Regions from separate parts of the Arachis hypogaea genome. Here region 2 is linked to region 1. Evidence: chromatin contacts called from public Hi-C data. All regions are on one chromosome and are shown on one strand. The core of a region is the stretch at or near the end of the contact, and the rest is flanking DNA. Distances in the headings are between cores, read along the strand shown. Region 1 holds the start of LOC112733441 (transcription factor ICE1). Region 2 holds the start of LOC112733450 (mitochondrial inner membrane protein OXA1).

Region 1 (4,233 bases), core at 926-3,425:
TTGTCGGAAATGAATATTAATTAACAAATTAGGTTGGTAATAATAGTGCAAAAAGGGAGACATATATATGCATACAAATAAAAGATTGAGGGTTATTGGGAGAAGGGGCAAGGAGGAAAACCAATTAAAATAAAAGATAAATTTTTTAAACGGAACTTTCTCAAAAGAGAGAGCCAAGGAGAACAATTGAAAGAGGAAGAAGGGTTTTAACAAACATGCACTCCCCCCCTTTCCATGAACAAATAGTTTGAATATTTTAGGGTTTTCAATGCTATCCTCAACGGCTAAATTAACTGATGCAATCAAGAAAAAAAGGCTGAATTATTTGCTGGCTTGGCTTCTTTTCTAAAATTAAGATAACATTAATCAACAAAATTTTCTCTTGAGATTTTCCCGTTTCCCATTCATAGGAATTCTTGATATGGGACTAGCATTTTCTATATTCAACCTCATTTTTCTTTTCTTCTAATCCTAACAAACTGATAGATAAACATTTAGTCCAGTGCGTTCCTTTCTTTTTCAACAAAGATTGATTTTTTGACTCCCTTATTCTTGGGAATTAAGATTTCTTATCTGTATTTGGTGGTTGAGATTTATACAAATATGATGAGTAATATTTTTATAGTTTATATATCGAGTTAATACTCAAAATCGTCCCTAAAAGATCACGCGTTCTCCGTTTTCGTCTCCAAATAATTTTTTTAATCAAAATATTCCTTGAATGAAATTTTTTAAATCGCGTTCGTCCTTTTGTTAACCTCGTGACGCTACCATTAGAAATCTGCTGACCTGGAACGTGAGCTGGCAATACAAGTAACACCTGTCATGGTGTGTGTGTTGCTGACGAGATATGTTTAGAGTATTATATCAATTTAGTCGCTAAGTCTCAAATAAATAAACCCTAATTCCCATCCTCTCACGAACATGAATGCCTTGCTTGAGCGTTGTCGCAGACCCAGCAGCTATTAAGGGAGGAGGAAGTTGATTTCGGCGTCATGATGGGGAGCGGAAGTGGAGGTCCCGGTGGTGGGTAGCCGTCGCACTCACATGGTAGCTATACTTTGAGCTCGTTCATGCGAAGAAGAAGGAAAAACGATGAGGAAAGCTATTTTTGCGGTTTAAAAACTTTAATTAAGAAATCTCGGACATCACAGAATTCAGATAGGTTGTTTCATATATACTTATCCAAGATATCGGGTGAGTTTAATTTTGTATGAATGATAGCATCATCTTGGCTTTCACTTTTTATGTGGGGTTAACAGTTTTATTCAATGTTTTTAGAAAGAGAGCCATTGTAATTTTTTTAAATGGATCGAAGAAAATAAACTTATAGATGTTGCAGAATGTCCAAGGGGAATCCTAGAAAATGAAGAAGAACTGAACATTGATTATGAAGATTGGAAGGTTAAATTAGCATGGAGAATAGGTAATTTAGAAGTAGAAGTTAGAGTACTTAGAATGTTAATATGTTTCATGTTCACTAGTCTGATGTTAGTCATCTTAGTAGGAGCTTTACTTTGCATATCATATATGTACAAGTAGGAAACAGTGAATGTGATATGGTGGTATGATTTAGGGAGTTAGTTTTTTTGTTCCAGCATCATGGTTAAACTATTACAATATGAAACTAGAGCTTATAAATGGCAACTTGGATTTTGAGTACACCTGTGAAGGAAATATATTTATACATCACTCACACTGTCATATGTAAAGAAGTAAATGGCAAACCAGAGACATAAAAAGATAATAAAGTTCCTAAAATTTCGTAATATAAAGTGTTAATATGAAGTTTTCAACATTGTGTTTGTCACCACAAAATATAGTAAAGTTCCTAAAAGTGATTCCGCAGAAAAACTTCATACCAAGACAAAATATGCATCCAAAATAAAGGCCTTACAAAACAGGGAGACTTGATAGTGTTTAACACAAACATATATTTTCTAATTTATAGCCTTATACAAAAAAAAAAAGCATATGTTTCGATGATGGTCTTCAGATAACGTAATCTTTCTTCCTTGGCCGTTTGAACCCCGAAGTCACTACAAAAAAAATAGATTTTTAGCGACAAACTTTTAGCGGCAATAGTACTATTGCCGTAAATTCTCTTCTCAAAACCATTTTTTATTAGCAATTATATATTTGCTATTTATACTATAGATTATAATGGCCATTTTAACTATTGCCACTAAAAAAAGCTAAAATTTTAAAAATAAAAAAAAATTAAACCGTAAAATGCGAAATCATTCCTCTCCGTGCCTTGCCACTCTTCCTCACACAAACAACTCTCTAAGTGCCTTATTCTCTCCGAGAAGTGATAACCACACACCAATCTTCTTTTTCTCGATCTCGCTCTCGCTTTCACATCTCCATCATTTCATGTTCTTCATCGCTCAAATCTCTTCCCAGATTTCATCTCAATCTTAATCGCGCTCTGAATCCTTTTCTCGGACAAGCTTGTGTTGATTTTGATTGAAATCTCAACGGCGCTTTAGTAATCAGGTATAAGTTCCTTAATTCTCTTTCAATTCTGATTCTTATGCTCCTAATTTGTGTTCTATTGCATCCTTTTTCCATATCTCTTATGAATTTTTAGTTTTACCTGAGTTAACTTTTCTCCTACATTGGATTCTACTATTCTTAGTTTCGATCCTTATCGCATGCACTTATTACAGGTTGAATTCGTCATTCAGTGATTAAGAATAAAAATTTTGAGGGTTTTATTTGCTCAATAATTCAGCAATGTGTTATCGGTTTTAGATTTTGATAATTTGATTTATTTTTTTGGCTTTATCATTTTTCCCTTCGATTTTCTAAACTTCTTTGAAATTCATCGCAGTCGTGGAATCCGCCAACAGAGTTAAACACATTGAGTTCATAAAGGCCTGGCACATCTTGTAATGTACATCACTGTAATAGCTTATTTTCTCATGGCAAGAACATAAGATAATTTATATTTTATTTGTGCTTGTTAATAGTTTGGACCATATGCTTGGAAAACATATAAGGAAGTGTACGATGAAGTTCTCCAAATTGGTTCTGCTTTAAAAAAGCCTCTGATGTAAAATCTGTAAGTGAATGCTTTTAAAAGATTTCCATTGTTAATTAGAAAATTATTTTGTAGGTAATTATGAAAATATTCATATCAATAACCATGGAGATAGAAACAAAAGGAAGCGGTGATGAGATGAATAATTCACCATGTTCCACACTTGATTTATATAGGTTATTGAAGAGATTCATATAAGAGGTATGAATATGATAGTTTGTAGATTGGAGTCTTGGCTACTATACCGTCATCCTATAAATTTTTTTTATCACAATAGATACGTGTGTGCTTTTTATTTGGTCTTATATGAGCTTAGTTATCGATAAAGCAAGTGTTTTATGTGACTATGACAAATTTTGGTAACTTATATAATTTGAAATGGGATATCTTGCACGGTATGAGGTGCTGGTTTGTAAACACTAAAAATCTTGCAAGTGTGCTGGTTTTTGCCTAACTCTAGTTGATCTTCTCAGGTATGTGTTAAATGTATGGTGGGGTGTTGATTTCTAATGATGCATGTGGGTATGCAATAAGTCATAAAGCGATTCTTGGACCAATTGCCAGTGTGGAATTATGATTCTGATGAGAATGTTGAGAGTGGTAGTAAGGCTATGGTGGTGGAAGAGAGTGGGAATCATAGCGGCAGAGGGAATGGGAATTTGAGCTTGAGTGGCGGTGTCAATGGTGGAGATCAGAAAGGGAAGAAGAAAGGGATGCCGGTGAAGAATCTCATGGCCGAGAGGTGGCACAGGAAGAAGCTTAATGATAGGTTGTACATGTTTAGGTCTATTGTGCCAAAGATTAGCAAGGTTTGTGATTTGTGAAGCTTTTTGATATTTGGACTATTGAGTGAGAACAGTAGTTATAATTGTTGATTTGTTTAAGTGTTATATCAATTGGCTGATATTGATGCTTTGGTGTCTTCTTGAATTACTGATCACATAGATGTTCATGACAAGTTCTACCTCAGATTATGGTGTTAATTAGTTAATGCATTTTTTTGATGTGTTAAGGATTTAGGGATTATACATTCTAATGTATTTCATTGTTCATAGATGGATAGGGCTTCGATACTTGGGGATGCAATCAACTGCTTGAGGGAGTTACTGCAGCAGATTAATGATCTTCACAATGAACTGGAGTCAACTCCACCTGGTTCTTCGCTGCAATCTTCCACCACCATCCTT
Region 2 (4,233 bases), core at 999-3,498, 180 kb before region 1:
TCTAGTATATGGTCTTATTATTCATTTATTTTGTTATTTGTTATTCTCTAATCCCTTTGTTCTCTCTTGGAACTTTACAGTTATTAGAGTTCCCAGCGTAAAGAAAAGCTTAGGTATTCCTGTAATAGTCGTTGATTCAGCACCTGCCGATGCTCCAGAATCCCAGCGCTAAAACAAGCTGCATCAGCGACATATTTCAAAGATCATTTACCGGTAGAACATCAAAACATTCAAATAAAAGGGTTTTTTCTTCTGTATCCATCAGTCAAAGGCTTAAGAGTTAGAAGCTTAGAGAATTAATGCAAGAGAAAGGAAGAAAGTAAAAAACAAGCGGTGATGAAAATCTATACACCATTTTATCATCCTCAAGTGAGCAAAATTTTCTTCTTCGAAGAATGACGATGTCTAGGAATTTTGCCGAGGAAGTTGTAAGTTTTTTTTTTTTTTAAGGCTAAGTTATATCAGCTGAGACTCGAATCCAAAATCTCTAAACAGGGAGGGGGATGTATGCAAATTTTGCTACGGCTCGTTGGCAAAGAAGTTGGAAGTTTGAACTATAATCAATATCTATACAGAATACACCCAATTTTGTAAAACTTTGTTGTTCCCTGCAAAATAAGCGATGGCTCGAATTCGCAAATGCGCGTCCCTATAGTTTTTGAGATATTAAAATTAATTATTCGAGCACATTATATATAAGATGTAACATCCATTTGTTTATGTTATGGATGTCAGAATATTGAAATTCAATGTTTTATAACTTTTTTAAAAATCAGTCTTTTTTATTTTTTATAAATTATTAAATTTGATTTCTCCCACTTTTGTAACCAATCTTGTATGTATATGATAAAGAAAATGTTGAACTATGACAAGCTGATAACTCCTTTTATTTACAGTAAAAATTGGTGAAAGAGTAAAAAATTTAAAATAATTTTTCGAGGAGTGTTAGGGGCAGCAACTTTGTGATTTGTAGCCATCAAATAGCTATTAATGATGGTTTTAATGGTGTGAGATTGATGTGAGATTTTATCCAATGGCCCACTTTTCTTTACTGGTTACATGCTGGCCAGAATTTAACAAAGTTGTTGGTCCCTAGACTTTTCCTAATTTTTCACGTCCAAGCAATTTTATATCCAAGTGATTTGAGTTATGCATTTTTTTTTGTTTTCTTTCCTCTTTGTGCTGCTGCTTCTTCTTCACTCCAGATGCTACGTCATCTTCTTCTTCTCCTCGCCGCAAACAACAAAACCTCCACCTCCTCCTCTTCCTATTGGAATTTCGTCTCCTCCTTTTTTTTATCATTCTCCGCCATCATCATCATCATTATAATCATCATCGTTATCGTCATTGTCTTCTTCTAATACATATCGTCGTTATTGTTATATTTGAATTTGAATTTATATAATGGACAATTTTCGGTTGATTTGGTATTATACAATGGTTTCGTTTTGAGCCAATTTTTGATACATTTGAGACACAAATGTTTCTAAATTCGAATTTATATAATGGACAATTTTCTGTTTATTTGGTATTATACAATGATTTCGTTTTGATAATATTTTCGGTTCATTTGATCACCATAGAGAATCAGAATCAATAAAGATGTTAGTAAAATGTTGGTGTTGTTGGTGATGACGATAATGATGATGGAGGAAGAAGAAGGAAAAGAAGGAAGAGATTAAATAAATTCAAATAAAAAAGAAATAGGAGGAGGAAGAGATGGATGTGGTGGTGACGATAATAAAAATGAAAAAAAGATGAAGAAAAAGGAGAAGGAGAAGAAGAAGAAATAGGAGGAGGAGGAGAAAGAAGAAGAAGAAAAAGACGACAAAGTCCTGCAGCATAAAGAAATGACTTGGATGAACTGTAAAATTACTTGGATGTGTAACTGGACTAAAAAAATTATGTATAAACTAAACCGAAGAGTTTCAAGTATATCAGGAACACCGGTGTTCCAATTGTTTTAACCGTTGATTTCAATTAATATATATTTTATATATTTTTTATAACTCAGATCAATGGTTAAAACAATTAGAATATCGGTGTTCCCGATACACTTAAAATTTTCCTAAACTATAAAGTGGTATTATTATTTTCTTAAAAATTTGCATCCAGTATCTTGGGTCTTTTTAATTTGGGCCATATATGTTTTTAGGTATTGGGATTACATATAAAAGAAACGGACATCAGTTTAGATTGCATTCCAGCCCAAAACTGACAAAAAAGAAAAAAGATGACATGATTTGCATCCATAATTCATTTTTGGGTTTCTTGAAGGGCGGTGTAAAAAAACTACGTCGTTTGGATGTTTCCTTGTTTCATGTTTTGTTCCCTTCGCAACAAATGTCAGCTTTTCTCAGCTAGCTTACTTCGACACTAGCTCGCTTTCAGGTCCCGGCGGCACTTCCACACCAACCAACTCTCAACCCTAACTGCCGTCACCTCCCACAGTTGCCCCAACTCCGATCGCTGTTCCACCATCGGTGTCGTATTCTTCCGCCACCGTTGGTCCGCCGCCGGTTCGTATTCTTCTCTGCTTCGTTTCCCTCATTTCCTCCAATCAATAATTCGTGCTCTTGTATGTTTGTATACGTATATAACATTGGTGATCATGTAGTAATTCCCATTATACTATTCTTCATGCGTATTATTTCTCCCACTCTTTGGGATGTTACATTATAGTTAATCAGTGTATATTTGTGATTGCTTGCAACCTGTTTGATGAAAAGCCTCAACGTTTTGAATCTATCTTTTTTTTTGTCGGAATTTTGTTGGTTATTTGATGCTGCATGATAGAACTTCCTAAGGATACCAATGGCTTATAGACGATGCCTCTTGAAAAGAGGGAACCTTGTAGACTGGAAGTGTCACCCGTCTTTCAGTTATGTACTCTACAGCGATGATGGGAAACACAAGCGCCCAGAAGAAAAATCATCCTCTGCAGCAATCAGTAATTTTGTCCAAACAAGGTTCTTCGGGAGTTCCCTTAATGGGTCAATGGGGTTTGGTGCCTCTTCTAGAGCGCTTTCCAACACATTCCTTTCCCCGTGCTCTGGATATAGTTTCTGCCGATATATGTCGACTGTGAATGATGGATCAGATAAGATTGAGTTGATGTCCGACATTGCAGATGTACTTACTGACAAGGCCGTTGAGACCATAGCTTCTCAGGCTCCTGTTGTTAACGAGGTTGCCATTGCTGCTGCTGATTCGTATTTGCCTGTGAAGTTGCTGCAGTATGGGATCGATGCTGTGCATACTTATACCGGGTTAAACTGGTGAGTTTGTACTTGTCTTGTCTCGCTTCTTGAATTCAGATCAAATTCCTAAGTAGTTCATATTTTACTGCTTATTTGGTATCATATGGTGAGGTAAAATTAAATTGATTTGAATTCCTATGTTTAAAGTAACCAGTGAATCAAAGAATTGAATTTAATTTATACTGTTAGGAACGTGTACAAAAATGAATTGAGTCATTTTTTCTTTTCCTTTCTTAAGGTTAGGGTGAAATGCTATTTTGATTTTTCTATTTTTAAGCCAAAGTTTATTGAGTGTGGTTTGCAAATATGAACCATATTTTTCTTATTTACTTTTGCCCTATTTGCAAGAATCGACTCCCTCTTCAATTTTAATTTCATGTTTTTTATTTAGTTTCAAACCAAGGAATCGACGAATTCAGTTTCTTGAATGGATTGGATCCCTTGACTTTCCGAACATTCTGATAAAATTGGTACTCTTGTTGTTAAAGTTGCCATTGGTAGGTTTCTGGGTTTTACCATGAGTTAGAGGTTTGAACTTAGAAATGTCAATTCTTTTAGTTTGTTGGTTGCTAAGTTTAACTTGCTACACATAATTGCTGATGTAATTGATTTACCCAAACAATCTTATGATTTTAAGATTTTTCTACCTGGGTGAAGAATACACTTTCTGGTGTATATGGTAGAGCTTCTTCTTGCATTGTGATTTACAGATCGTCATTTTAGGTAGGAATGCGTTTTATTCATGGCAAAAAAAATATATGAATTGGCTTCTATTATGATTGTTCAACATTTAGTTGAATATATTAGGTTTTTGAGACCACGCTAATCCAAACTGTTCTTGCACTTTACACCGTAGTACATGACACCTACTCTGGGAATTGACTATCCAATGGCTTGATTATCCATATTTTGACATGTATTTGTTGCCATTTCATTTCCCTTTTTCTTTCAGGTGGGCCGCCATTGCTTTGGC

What was found. A called contact is a pair of places that touch in the nucleus more often than the background predicts.
Region 2: a contact with region 1 is called in a Hi-C map of leaf, with 2.0 times the contacts expected there. The contact joins the promoter of LOC112733450 here to the promoter of LOC112733441 in region 1. A contact is called at or near these places in 6 of 8 Hi-C or Micro-C datasets (leaf and an unstated tissue).

What each region holds. Positions count from the first base shown.
Region 1 is chr13:129,839,126-129,843,358 of arahy.Tifrunner.gnm2.J5K5, reverse strand. LOC112733441 (transcription factor ICE1) reads left to right here and starts at 2,175. Exons shown (of 9, transcript XM_072212560.1): 1 at 2,175-2,499; 2 at 2,837-2,899; 3 at 3,520-3,855; 4 at 4,102-4,233. The coding sequence starts at 3,658. LOC112733443 reads right to left here and starts at 285. Exons shown (of 9, transcript XM_025782392.3): 1 at 1-285.
Region 2 is chr13:130,014,955-130,019,187 of arahy.Tifrunner.gnm2.J5K5, reverse strand. LOC112733450 (mitochondrial inner membrane protein OXA1) reads left to right here and starts at 2,248. Exons shown (of 10, transcript XM_025782398.2): 1 at 2,248-2,519; 2 at 2,797-3,278; 3 at 4,213-4,233. The coding sequence starts at 2,815. It overlaps LOC112733452 (mitochondrial inner membrane protein OXA1-like), which reads left to right. Exons shown (of 11, transcript XR_011869971.1): 11 at 81-596.